Linked DNA regions of Drosophila melanogaster: region 1 is linked to region 2. A link is a contact called in public Hi-C data. All regions are on one chromosome and are shown on one strand. The core of a region is the stretch at or near the end of the contact, and the rest is flanking DNA. Distances in the headings are between cores, read along the strand shown. Region 1 holds the start of MYPT-75D (Myosin phosphatase targeting subunit 75D). Region 2 holds the start of rpr (reaper).

Region 1 (7,493 bases), core at 1,137-3,636, 230 kb before region 2:
TATATCTTAATAAAATTTATAAATAACTTAAATATTTTTCACAACAGGTGCATTTTGTTGCTCTGTATAATATAATATAGTCCGCACTGTTTACGATTTCCGAAAAACCTGCTCAAGTAAATTTTTGTTAATTAGCCCACTTTATAAGTGCCTCGGAAATCGGTTGGTCTTAATTTTATTGATAAAATATGGATTTGTTTTAGACCTGTTCCCCACCACACACTTTCTTTCTATTCATAAATCTTTCAATTCGTCTGTCTAATGAAAGTGCACTCGCAGCAGCATGCAACATGCAACACGGACGGCGGCGGCAACAGTTGCTGCAACAAGTTGCACTTGCATGTGCCACTGTGCAGTGAGGCGTGCAGGTGGGAGCGAGAGGCAGCACGGTGCGAGCGGGATGGCGAGTCAGAATTTTAGTTTAATGATTTGTAACCGGTTTTCGAGGTGGCAACTCCCGTGAGACGGCGGCTGCTGCATTTGCTGCTGCAGGGTTACCTCCGCCGCGCCCCTTCCCCAGCCACCGTGACCACTCCACTGTTTAATTACACTTCTTCCAACAACGAACAACTAAAAAATAATAACAATAGCGGAAGTTATACAAAAGCCGCAGCAGAACCGGCCATTTAATACGGCAAGAAGAATACAAAAAAAAAAAAAAAACGAACAAGGGTTGCGATAAGGCACAAAACTCGTCGACAAAGGGCGAAAAAGAGTGGAACTGCGGGCGCAAAACATGTGACGAAAGCAGTCGCCGGATTCGAGTTAAACAACATTTAACTGTTGTTTACACTCTTGATTGCCCTATCCCGTTCTAACTAGTGCAGAAAGCACTCATACACCAGTGTTACTTGCAGTTTGCAACACTGTACGGTTTATGATCTATCCAGAAAGTTTGAGATCATTAAATATCTTACTTGCAAATAATATTTCCAGTCAGTCCCAATTATAAAATTCCCAATATTAAATAGAAAATACTCCATTTAGACTCTTAGAATCGTGTATATTTTCAATTTGGCACTCTTTAAACCAATTAACAATTACAAGTGTGTAAAATTTAACTGAGAAGAGGTTTTACGGCATCGATCAGCTAAATTCAAGCAAAAATAGCACCATTATAATCGAAAAAAAAAATCAATTAAACAATTTTTTACTTTTTCAAGTTTCTACTTGAAATATTGGTAATGTTTTTGTGACCACTAAAACGAATCGCATGCATACAAGTTAACGAAACGTGTCGTTGCAAACGATACCCAAATAATTTGTCGCCTGCCTTAAAATGCGAAGTCGGCATGAAAATTAAACAGGCTTACCTCGAGTCCGGGTGCGAAAAAAAGGCCTTTAGAGCCATTCAAGTCCAATTGCAAGGCGAGACTTTCCGTTTTTGTTAGTTGGCTTTATTTTTCGATTGCAAAGTTGCTTTCAATCGAGTTGAAACGAATCGGAATCGAGTCGAATTGAAGCGCACAAAAGGCACCGACTGCAAATTGTAAAAAATTGTATTTATTATAGAAATTGACTTGGCGCACACTTTCACGGCACAATTAATTGGCTAGATTTTTCCGCATTTCCCCATCTTGGCCACTCCATCCTCCCCGCTCGGCAAACAGCTGGCCAACTTGTTTGCACACATTTCGCACAGTGGAGTAGAAACTTTCGCTCAAAACGGATGCAGCCAGAAAAAAAGGAGAAGATAGGAGGTGGGTGGGGGAGTTAGGAACTGGTTTCTTGTAACAGGAATTCTTTTTGCAATTTTTCCTTTTTCTTTTTTTGATTTGCTACTTTTTGCCTTTTTAATTTTCCATCAATTTGCACATTTCCGCGCGGCTGCGTTTGCGAATTTAATTTTATTTTATTTCATTTCGTTTATTTTTACAGAGTTTCCTCTGGCGCCCGACTTATTTACGAGTTGTTCTAATTTATTTTGTTGGCCCACAAACAAATATTTTTTTTTTATTATTTATCCCGCTCCGCACTTTCTTTCGGCATTTTTATGGCCCAAAAAGCGATCTGCTTTTTCCTCCTCTCTTTCGCTATTTATAACAGAACTCACGCACGCACACACAAACACCACAGGTGAAAATTAGTGCAGAAATCTCCGCTGATCGTACGTACGAAACATTTCGGTTAAATTGATTTCTTTGTTTGGCGAGCTACCATAATTTGTCGTGACCCAAGCAACGCGAAAAAAGGACCGCAGCTTGGAAAAGTAGCATAAATGTGACAGTATAACAGCCACTCGATTCGATCCCCAAAACAAACAATTACATTTCTGCTGATCGCTTCTCAAATGCCGACAGTTCTTCTCGCGTGCGCACTCAGACACTCAAAAATATTTCCGAGAGCAAGCCACATGCGTTACCGTTGATGTTTGGCGATATACTAAATTTTTTAAACGGTACGCCAACGTCAGCTGTTGAGGTTGCGATAGTTTTGCACAGAAATGAGATAGATATGTCTCGAATATCGAATAGATATCGATTAAAATGTAGATTTGAAAATTCGATATTCTTCAGACAGACTTGTTTAAAAATAATAAAAATAAGTAATTGCTTACAAGGACAGATTTTTTCTAGCATAGTGCCGAAATAGAAAGTAGCTATTATTTTTTTATTTAATATTAAATTGTACGAAGGTGATCTAAGATAGTCTAAAAAGATAGTTCGCACAAGGAAGATTTGGGCTTCTAGAATCTATCTATATAGCAGGACTTTTATGAAAAAACATACAGCAGAGTTAGTACCCGTCTTTGTCCTGACAGATCACCACAATCCACCTCCCCTTCCGCAACCGAAAACATTATTTTTAAAGAACAAATTTGATTAAAACGAGATTTCATTGAGCAAACTCGACAACGGAGCCCAACCCGCTTCCAAATAGATTACTGATAAGTAATGCTGATAAATTTAACTATTAATTAACTTTAATAAAAAATTTTCATAGAATTGACCCAGCACTGAAGCTCTAAAACATCGAACTGCCCGCAACGGACTAGCATTGCCCAGAATATGTATTGCATTGAACTTATATGCAACAGCATCTCCAGTTGTATTCAAATCAATTTTGAATTGACCAGGAGAACAGGAACATTCACTAAAGCGACATCCACAGATTCTCCTGCAGCGCAGTTCGATATGAACTTAGAAGTCGCCCTGGGTTTCGCCAAGTTTATAACACCACGGTCATACATATGTACATAAGTCTTCTTCTAACAGTTTTGGGTGCACTTACCCCGATCATCGATTTCTTTTGAAATAATTCAAACGTCCAAGTTGATATGGATGTGAACCATCTCTGACGTTCTCAAGAGTTCCTATCATCATAGTTCGAAAAGATTGGAAAATTCTTGAAATCTCCTAAAGTATCTTCTTTAAGTTATTACCCTTCATGGTGAATTCTTCCCTTACCTCACCCGAATGTTTCAATCTTACACAGGACAACGCAAACAGAATGTGGAGTCAAAATTGAGCTAACCAACTTCCATGTCCATGACCACTTACAATAGTTCTCCAATGTGCCTCCAATGTGAATTCTGATTTAATGGTAATTTCGTTTTTAAGGCAGCTAGAAAATAACACAACTTCGGAACTTTTGATTACATTAAATATGGCATCGAATGGACTTTTATTAAGTACCCTAAACTAGACAAAGGCATTGAGTTAAGTTTATAAATGACATAAACGCACGACTTAATTCACTATTTGGCAGATTTCTATAAGAACATACAATTACGCATACAAAATATATATAAACGGTGGGTGATCATTGCAGTTGAAAAACAAGTCCTCCTTTCTTTTGGCTGTGAAAAGGAGTTATTGCATAGATTGCCTATAAAATAACATATGTAGTTGCTACCATCTAGAACTGCGAAGGGTAGAGGTCAAGATCGGGTGGAGGGGGTGGAGCAGCAGGCCATGGACACATCCAGCGGGAGATCCTGCGAGAAGGCAAAGGTCGTGCTAGAAGTCTCGTTGAAGCCACTGTCCGCCCGATATAGCGGAATTCTGGCTCCTTGCTGTGGCATCGCAACCGATGGTGGCTCTGCTGGCTGGATGGAGCCCGCACCACCTTGTGTCTGATCCGCCTCCTCCTCCAAATTGGCACTAAAGGACTGCGAGAGATTCTTGCGTTGTGCGGAGCGATGTCTTTTATGTCCGCGCGGAGTATCTGAGTTGGAAGAGCTGCAGTTGAAGCTCACGGTCGATAGTTGCATGGCGTCCGCCTCCTCGTCATCTTCGGATTCAGCCTCCTCTTCCTCCCCCTCAGTTTCCTCGAAAAGCGGCTGATCCCCTGTCTCGATCACAACCTGTCGCGTGCTATTCACACGCAGCCGACGAACTCTCTGATTAATGCTGCAATCGGAATGCTCCAGTCCGCCGCCCATGGGCGAGGAACTCCTGTCTGGCGTGAACTTCAATGCCGTGCGCTCTGACAACGTGTCGTGCTGCTCCGTAACGCTGATCTCTACCTTGGAGTGCACCAATCTCCGACTGAGATGCTCCGACGGGGCAATGGGCGACGGCAGCTCCAGCTCGTGCATTAGAAGTTTCCTCTTTCCCGAGCAAGTACCATTATCGGGCGTGCCAGGCGGCAGTCCGCATAGGTTTCTAATGGGTGAAAGGCAGCCGAAGCTACTTTCCCCGGATGCGGAATCCGACAGTCTGCCAGCGAACATTGTTTGCTTGCCCTGCGGACTGGAGCCCACCATGGACCTCGATGGCTCTGCCGTGTCCTGTTCGCCCAAAACAATGACATTGTGCAGATCGAAGAGTTTCCGGCGCATGGAACTATTAAAGATGTCGGGACCACCACTTGACTTGCTCCTGCCAGACAAGCGGCCAGCCAAATGTGGCTGGAAGTACGGACGCAGGGCATCCTCTAGGGCTTTTGGCAATATCGGCGGCAAAGTAAGTTCCGTTTGCACCTCGCAATCCCGCATCCTTCGCGACTTATTCGATATGGGAGTGTTGTCCTCGCTGCAATTGAGTATTATGCGCTGTTTTCGCAATGGGCAATCCACCGGACTGGGCACAATGAGTGACTCCTTGAAAAAGGCACTGATGGCCAACTGGGCCTTGGATTCCTGCTCGGGATCGGGGGAATCGTGGAACTGGGTTTCATGGGGCTCCACGTCGGCGGGTTTTAGTTGGGAGACCTCGTCAATGTTCCACTCGAACTGGGTGGACGAGAGTTGGGGTGTCCGCGAGCGGAAAAGTGAGGGGCTGCCAGGAAAAGAGAGGGTCGCGTTAAGAGGATTTTTCGAGCAGACGAAAAACTCACCTGGCGATCAGTGGCAGGTGTAAACGATCGGCCATCGCTCCTTCGAAGGGATTCCGCACCTTGTGCAGCCTTTTCGGGGGCGGGGTGCACACATTTCCCGACATCTGGGGGCTGTATTTTCCATTTTCTTTGCCGCCATTCGTTGGCGTTGCCGACGCCGCCGACGAGTTGCTGCTGTTCGAGTGGCTGTTACGGCGCGCCCGGCACTTCAATCCGTTCACATTTGTAATGTATCGATTCTTGAGGGCTTGCGGCGTTCGCACCTCGTCGTTGTACATCTTTTTCAGTCACTAAGTCGCCTAATTTCGACTTAAAATAAAACAAGCGCGCCTGCTGCGACTCGCAGGCAGATGTCGGTATTTTCAAATGCAGCAGTGTTGTATAGCGATGCAGCGGAGTTATCGAATCGTTGGCAATTCGAAAAGCAGAATGCGAAAGTGAGGGATGTTCAAGGAAAAAAAGGTGCTAACGACTGATTTGTCACTTAATATTTATTTATTCGCATATCTAAAAGTGCCTGCAAATTATTTCGACTCCCGTCTAACTTTTAGTATTTTTATTTTGCGCGCCACCCGCTGCTTGCTGTCGATAACACATCAGCTGGGCGACTTTAACCGTTTTATAATAAAATGGGACCAGTCTAAAAATAAAGAATGGTTACTGGTATACAAAATTGTATCCCATTATAAACTTGAGGAATAAGTAGCTCGTAATTATCCGAATATGGATGCATTTCAATATTTGGGCTGCTAGAACCTTTTATTGTTCCTATAACCCGAATAGAGATTCCATTTCAATATAACTTTATCTTGAATGGTTTAGTTTACTTTCTATTTAAACTAATATTCCGTTTTAAATGTTTCAATACTCTTATATTAGAAAAATACCAATGCCAACATCTGAGTACGATTTCGCAACTGGTCACACTGACAGCTGTCTTCTACCAACACATATGCGCGCGTGTGTATGTGTTTGCGTGCAGTGCGAAATAGAAACAAGAAAAGCAAGCGAAAAATCACAGAAATTCACAAAAAAAAAGCCCAACTACTTCCAAAATTGGGCCGCCCGGCGAAGAACCGCAAAAGTGGCCAAAATTCGGCGAAAACAGCGCAAGTGTGACAAAGCATTCGTGCCGCTGCAGTCGTCGGCGAAACGGGCGAAAACAAAAGAGAATAGTGTTGATAGTAATACGAGCGTATTTAGCAGTAGCAGCAGCAGCAGCAGTGGCCGAAGCTTCGGCAGGGGAACGGAACGGTGGGCGGTGGGTGCAGAAGCGGGCCGGGGAACGGCCGAGAACGAAACACTAGCAGTAGCAGCAGCAGCAGCGACAACAACAAATGCCGGTCGCTTTATCACCGCCGATCTAATCAAAACAGTTAACAGCGACAAGCAGCGAGACAGAGTAGCAAAGGGCCACAGGGACGCGAAAAACCCCCTAGATGCCACCAAACATTTGCGCCTATCGGACTGCTTGCGTACCGTGCAAAAACTTGCTATTGAACTTGAGAGCGCCGACGCCGGCAGCGACGCCAGCGCCCAAGCCAACGCTAGCGCCGACGCCAGCAGCGCCGTCATGTCCGAGACGGGTTGTCGGCACTATCAAAGCTATGTGAAGGAGCACAGCTACGATACATTCCGGGTCATCGACGCCTACTTCGCTGCTTGCGTCAACAGAGATGCGCGCGAGCGAAAGGTGAGTTCAGTAGCGTGGAAGAGAGTGGGAGCTAGAATGAGTGCGCTACTGGCGTGGTGAGGTGAGAATGTGCGAGTGTGCGAAGGGGAGAACGCAATTACAATCAGAGGTGCGCCGTGAGTCACGTGAAAGGTCACTGACACCCCGGCTGTGGGATGACAGTGGCAGACAACGCACCGTTCTCACCACAAAGCAGTGCGGACTTTTTTGAATGGGTAAAGCATGCAACAGCTGTTTTAACAGCTGACAAATTGGCACTGTGAAAAATACTTTTGCATCGAAAAAGTTTTGTTTTCATTACGGTGAAATTACATATCAAGAAAAATATATTCAAAATATTTAATATTGTTACATGGCTTTTGTATTTTTAGCTTCATATTGATTATATATTATATTGCTTACGAGATTTAGAGTTTTCAAATTTTTGTTACACTTTTATGCATTTAGTATGGGACGTATTTTTTGTAAAGTTAATGGGATTAGAAAAAAAACGAATATAATTTTTTATCAGCTGCCATTT
Region 2 (6,994 bases), core at 3,078-5,577:
TGTGCTTCTACAATATAAACAAAATAATGATTGCATATAATAAGTAATACAGTTTTGTATGAAGACAACCGTTTGAAATATATACGACTGATATACCTGTGATCAATTAATGAGTAACAGAAGCGGAGAACTCACCGGCTACAAACAGTCGTTAAACAACATTAAATGGGTCTCGTTTTGGGCTGTGGAATGAGAGCATGCGCGGACTCCGCTCAGAAACCCCCGTCTCCATCCAATTCCCATCTCATCCACCGATGTGTTCGCGGTATGACTCATCCCGAGAATCGGGACTGGGGTCTGGTGTCTTGGGTCTGGGAAACGTAGCTCCTCGGCGGTGCGCGCTTTAAGCTTCCGACCCAGACGATCGGATGGCTGGAGATCGGGATCGGTTTGGGTCGTCTGCCTAAGCAGCCCTCAATGACAGGCGTTACAAAATGAGTGAATAGAGGAGATTGCGCTGGGGAAGGGGCTTTGGGATAGGGATAGGGGCTACGGGAAAAGGTAGGAGAGTGAGTTAATGACCCGAGCACTACGGATCACTTGGCAATTGTCTTTGTTTCTTTGCCCCGTCTGGGCTTTCTAAATGGGAAATCAAATAAAACGAAATATACATTTCTGACAAGATCGAAAGGGAGACCAGAAACCAGACCACCAGTTGGGATCATAAAAAATTAACACAAATTAACGAAACGAAGCCGCAGCCGAAAAAGATACCCAAACACCAAAGTGTGAGAAATTGAGAGTTTTCGAGATTGAAAACAGTGCGGGAGCAACAAAGAGATGACAATATTCTGTTCGAGAACGTTGCGCAATTCTTGGAATATTATTAAGCATTGGCTGGGGGCGGGGGGAGCAACCTGACTGAGAGGAAACTTTAAGAATGAGTGATGATTTCGGCCCAATTATTTTATTACTGCATATAAGGATAGAGGAAGGAGGTTCCAATCCTGCAACTTTACTCCAACGGTTTTCGTTTAATATTTAAATAATGGGTAATGCAGGGAATATATAGGAAAATTTAAAATATAGGTCTAAAATAAATTGTAATGTAAAAGCTATCAATTTATCCACTGAATATAACATAAATGATCCAATAGTAGAATTACAAATGAAATGGAACGAGAGAAAGCTGAAACTACTGCACTAAATTGTTATTATACGGTTGGAACTAATAGCTAACAATTTAATAATGAACAACCTGTAGATTTGGTTGAAGTACGGATTATACGATGAGTATTGTGCATGACACAGCAGTTTGATCATAAAGGTACAAAGAGATGATTGCCAATCTAGTATTTAATTCTTTTCTTTTATTTGCCAAGAATGATTGTAGATACCCTATAAAACGGTACAATAAAATAAAAGCAAAAATTAGGGGAATTGCGCAAGTTATCGCATTGTTGATATTACTCATTAGCATTCGTGAATGTTACGAATGTTTTGTATATGTACGTACAATGTGTGATATGTAAGACATACCGATTTGAGGCAGTCCCAGACAAAGACAGAGACACGTCACAAGCTGCGGAGAGGAGTAAGAAAAAAAAACTGATGAAATTATCGCTAAAAATTTGCTTTCATTTGGGAATATCACGTTGGATGCCTCATGAAATGTAAAGTGAATTTCTGGAATCCCAATCAGAAACAGGATCGGCAAACTTCCGGGTAGATCGAAAATTCGATTGACACACTTCCCAGGAATGAATATCGTATCATGTGGGTCATTTAACATGTAGATTGAAAACTCAATCGAAGAAACATAATCCAATTTGACAAACTCAATAGGCCACAAGACACAAGTTAAATTGAAAGTCAGGCAGTTATCTATGCAAATGATATATGGGTTATTAAACAAGTCGAGATTCGACTTTGCCTGTTGCACCCCAACCGGAGGCATGCATTATTTGAATAAAAATGACAATAATTACCCGCATTATCCCTTAAGAAAATACAAGTACCCAAAATCGTAGATAACTATCTGTTACTTTGAAAATATCGCCTCATTGGGCAATTAGAGATTTAGATCAGAATCTTAAGGAAAGAAAAACTGAATGAAGTCTGTGATAAAGGCCTTGAGAGGATAATCATCGAACTAATTGACATTCGACAGCCTCAATTATGACTGATGCGCAAATTACCGCAGGTTACCGCGAAGGACATACATTTAAGGGATAACGTTAGCCATGTTTCGGTTAACTTAAGGCCCTTTCTGGCTCCACCCTTCTTGGCAATGATTCAGCTACATAAAAAAGGTCCCAACCTAAACTCCGCCCCAGAAAACGAAAGCAGACCCAAAACATAAATTTCCAACTTGAACCACATTGGTCGTCCCCCAAAACGTGCGAAAGAGAGGGAATGCCCATTTTTCGGCTTCCTCTTTTTGCCCGCTGGAGCAGAAAACGCTGTTAGAACGTAAGCCACGCCCAACTGTCCCGGATTTATATATGTTGTATGTGTGTGTTGACGCGAACCCGGAAAGAAAAGACTCATGAAAAAATAACTATAGAGTCGAATGGTTCTGCTGTGCGACTAGGACGGCAGTGTGAAAGAAAGAGAACGAGCACGCCCGGCCGAGGAAAGTAGAGTAGTTCCTTCAACAATAGACCTAGACATCAGAGCTGTGGAGAGGTGGTCGCTATAGACGATGACGCAGAACATCCCCCAAAGTGATGGCTATTCTCTATCACAGTGGAAACACTTGAGACGCACGTCGTAAGATTCGGCTGTTTGCCTGTGTGTGGGTACGGTATTACGGTACTACGGCTTTGTGGGTGGAGTTTGAATGGAACTTAAAACTCATCGCGGTTCTTTGGGTGGGGTAAAAGATTTTAGAATTATGCAGGTGGAGTTTCAAGAGCTAATTTTCTATTACATATATATATGAAATTTATTTAAACATCATAACGAAATTAAGAACAAAACAATAGTATGTTTATGGGTAATCCGACTTAGATACGATGAAAAATGATGAAATATGTATTTACGTCATTAAAGAGAAAGTTTCAGTTGAGATTTAAAATGTAAACGACCTATATATAATAATGCAGAATATATATTATTAAAGATAATTTCAATAAGCTTCCTATATGTTGGAAGAATACATTGTTCGGATATCATATCCATCAGGAAGGCAATTAATAATACTTTAAGCCGCAGGGAAATTTTCGTGTATGATTTCCAACGAAAACATTCATATCGTATCATATCATATCCGTCTGGTTCCGCTCTAATGAAAATGAATAAAATTGCACACGAAATATAATGGGACGAGCCCATTGTTGTCAATATACTGTATATGGCCTTTAATTTATGACATTGTCATAATTCTTAGTCGGAAGCTTCGGATGATTGTGTAAACACTTGTAGAGCGCGAGATACTGATAAAGAGGGATCTATCTAGATATGGCAGGTGGGCTGGTCCATGGAAAAGAGAGAAAATAATTCAAGAAATGGAACGGAACTCTTCCTTGCCCACTTGCCCATATTTCAAGTGAATCCGCCTCCCACTTGTTATAATACCCTTACAAGAAGCTATTCTGCTTAATTATGTAAATAGTTTGTACTTTAAATGTTGTACTATTAATAGCATCAATGTGTCCAACCTAAAAAATATTGGTTTTATTTTTCCATCATTTTTAGTTGGAATTTTCTTATTAATTACAATTCAAGAATTTAATCATATTATAGAAAATATACTGGCGGTAATAGCTAAAAGGACTTTTTGCTGATTGACATAGATGAAAATAAATATTTTTAATATTTAAGAAATGAAATTCGAAGGATTAATATGAAACCGGCTAGATGGTTGTACTTGGCTGTTATCAGGTATCCGGCTTAGTTTAGTTGCTAATCACTAATGGGTAGCTAGTGTAAATAATGTTAATCTTAGAGGGTATTCCAAACTTTAGTCGTGAAGCAACTCTTGTATGTCTTTCTCTGTCGAACTCCTTGATGAGAAACGATTGTCATGCCCCGACGATTTAATACAATTAATATGCTAACTGTACTTCTCGCCGCACACAGTTACAACAAAGGCGCTGCCACCAACCTGGCAACAACAACACAACCTCATACAAAAACACGCTTGGCAACAGGCGCAAGGTGGCCCCGCCCCCGCTCACGATGAAAAGTAGTACTTTTTTGGGAGCTGCGAATGAGACGATGTCAACAGAAATACCAAAACAAAAAAACCCCAGCCAGAGAGCCGAAGAGCGAAGAAGGCCAAAATGAGCAGCCACCACCAGAAAAACAGAGAACAAGGCGGCGTGAGAGAACCAGGTATAAATAGCCTCGGAGCACTACTCAATATATTCAGTTGAAAAGCAACCATCGCAGCGAACGCATCTCGAAAAAATCATTGAATAAGAGAGACACCAGAACAAAGTGAACGAACTCGAAAATACGAAAGAAAAGTGTGTGCGCCAGCAACAAAGAACTAACTCGATAAATATTCATTGTGCAGAAGAGAAAGTTATTGAGTCACTACCAGTTGTGTAATTCCGAACGAGAAGAAAGATAAACCAACAATGGCAGTGGCATTCTACATACCCGATCAGGCGACTCTGTTGCGGGAGGCGGAGCAGAAGGAGCAGCAGATCCTTCGCTTGCGGGAGTCACAGTGGAGATTCCTGGCCACCGTCGTCCTGGAAACCCTGCGCCAGTACACTTCATGTCATCCGAAGACCGGAAGAAAGTCCGGCAAATATCGCAAGCCATCGCAATGAGGATTCGAGTAACTAACAAATACGGGGAAAACCAATAGTCCAGTCCAAAATCCAGAGTACAAAGGAAATAAGCATGAGCCAACCCAAAACCCAAACACAGTCACCACTCATCAGCCGACGGCACTCGATTTCTACTGCAGTCAAGGACACAGAGCCACAACACCCACCCAATTTTAGTTTACTCATCAAAGCGATTGTGATAATGGTTTTGTTTCTACAAAAAAGCGGAGGAAAAATTTGAAAAAATAACGTTTTTATAAAGTCCCCAATTTTTTACAAAAATGTTTCAATGATATAAATCAACTTTTTTAGAAATAATTTACTCTTAAAGCCTATTTAAATGAATTACTACTGTAATAGTTTGTAAGTTCTTTTGTAAGACGAGTTTTTCTAAGTTTTTTTTAAGAAGAAACCCCAGAAAAAAACGAAGATGAGTCGAAGTTGGCTAAAAATTGCATCAATTTTTTGTCAAACAAAAAGTCAATAAAACAAAAACAAAAACTAAAAAAATTGTTGGTTTTTCATTTACTTAAATATTTTCAGATTACCATTTATAAGATTTAGATACAAAAAGCGAAGAAAGCCTAAGATGATGTCTCGAAAAACTGAGTTTGGAACAAGCACATTTTTTATTTCATTTCGCCGACGGTAAAAGGAACTTTCTAGAAGGCTGTTTAATAATCAGTGAAATTATCGGTGGTTGTGAAAATTATTTTACATGTGTTTGGTTAGGAAACGTTAAAGATTTTTTTTTGTTTTGAAAAAGTTTTTCATTTGATTTCCGGCGTTCGGTGACAGAGTCCGCTTTGAAATATATCTTAATAAAATATTAAGATTGATATTGCCGGAAATAATAATAATAATAATAATTATAATAATAATAATAATTTAGTTATAATAATATTAATGCAAGCTAATTTCTTGAATTATTGTAGAACGAATATAATTATAAATCGGTATTACATATAATAGAATCTTAACCACATTATTTTTAGTTTTGATATAAACTATTTGTTGTAGAAAGTTAAACCACGTTTTTATTAGTCACTTTCCAGACAATAGATTTATTTAAACTTCATTGTTCTTTAGTTTTCGATATCTTATCGATATGTATATTTAGACATGGCTAGATCAACTCCAAAAACTGGAATATTGTTAAGATCAATCACATCAATTGAATTAGGATATGTATGAATATTATAATTCTATATAATAATACCACTTCTACCATTAGATATTTTATTTTTAATATAAAAAAATGAATTCCCAATTTCTTGGAATGTGCAAAGTTAAGGGAGAATGAGTCTTTTAGTCCAACTTTTCCACTCTGAGAAAAACTTTTCAGCCACTCCGACAACATTGTTCAACACAAACGGCAGCAAGAAAACACACAAAGAAAATTCAATTATGCAAAAAGGAAATACAAAAATATTTGCCAAGATTTTTCGATGCAGAAACTTTGTAACAAGAGAGAGCAGGCGGGGGAGTTGCCCCTACGGCAGTCTTGACATCTTTTCCCCTCTATAATTTCAAAAAATTAGGTGCTAACAAAACAATTTGCATTTTTAAGTTAATTTTGGCAAGCGCCAAATGGCAGGGAAAAATTCGATGTGCAATTCTTGAGGGTCTCGTCATCAGCTCGAAGGATATGACTCTGTGTTCCGCGAACGCGGCCAGGACTTTTAATTAAACTTTTGCACTTATGCAGCTGCCATATCCTTGCACATCCTGCAGTTCAATTCACTTTGATTGCCCGAAAAAAGTTAATAAAAGTTGGCAAAGCTCGCGCAAAAAGAAATCAGAAATTTCACTTTGCCAAACAAAACTAATTAACGTTAAACAGATAAAACTTTTGCCCACGCCAGCCGGAGTGGCATATGAAAAATAATTAACACAAGTTTATGATTATGTTTGAAGCTGCGCCAAACGTCGAGCGATTTGTAAGCGAAGTGCTGTAAAAATCACAGACGAAAAGCATTTAATCCCTAGCAGCAAATTCTTCCAAACTTTTATTTCTGTCTCTGCTGTTAATTAGTTCGAAAAGTGTTTCTAATAATGCCAAAAAGATGCAAAAAATACAATGGAGCCCGCTTAGAGTTAAGTGAACTCGAATCAAAACAAAACTTTATCCATAAATTTCCAAGAACTATTTTCGGTCAAGAGGTGCAGCCCTTTTTTTATGTTTGGGGTCTTAGCCTTGACTGATCTTTATCCGTTTGTGGTTCCATCGCTCTGCTTACCTTCCACATAATTGTCTGGCATGTTAGCCA

Evidence for each region. Hi-C and Micro-C count contacts between places; a contact is called where the count stands out from the background.
Region 1: a Hi-C map of the Kc167 cell line shows a contact between it and region 2, with 5 times the contacts expected there. A contact is called at or near these places in 3 of 107 Hi-C or Micro-C datasets (the Kc167 cell line, the S2 cell line and wing imaginal disc).

What each region holds. Positions count from the first base shown.
Region 1 is chr3L:18,620,852-18,628,344 of dm6, reverse strand. MYPT-75D (Myosin phosphatase targeting subunit 75D) reads right to left here and starts at 2,386. Exons shown (of 9, transcript NM_140792.2): 1 at 2,269-2,386; 2 at 1,314-1,480. bora (aurora borealis) reads right to left here and starts at 5,653. Exons shown (of 2, transcript NM_140791.3): 1 at 5,281-5,653; 2 at 3,594-5,222. The coding sequence starts at 5,558. The coding sequence ends at 3,881. not (non-stop) reads left to right here and starts at 6,216. Exons shown (of 5, transcript NM_001300177.1): 1 at 6,216-6,973. The coding sequence starts at 6,854.
Region 2 is chr3L:18,395,768-18,402,761 of dm6, reverse strand. rpr (reaper) reads left to right here and starts at 4,327. Exons shown (of 1, transcript NM_079414.3): 1 at 4,327-5,227. The coding sequence starts at 4,527. The coding sequence ends at 4,724.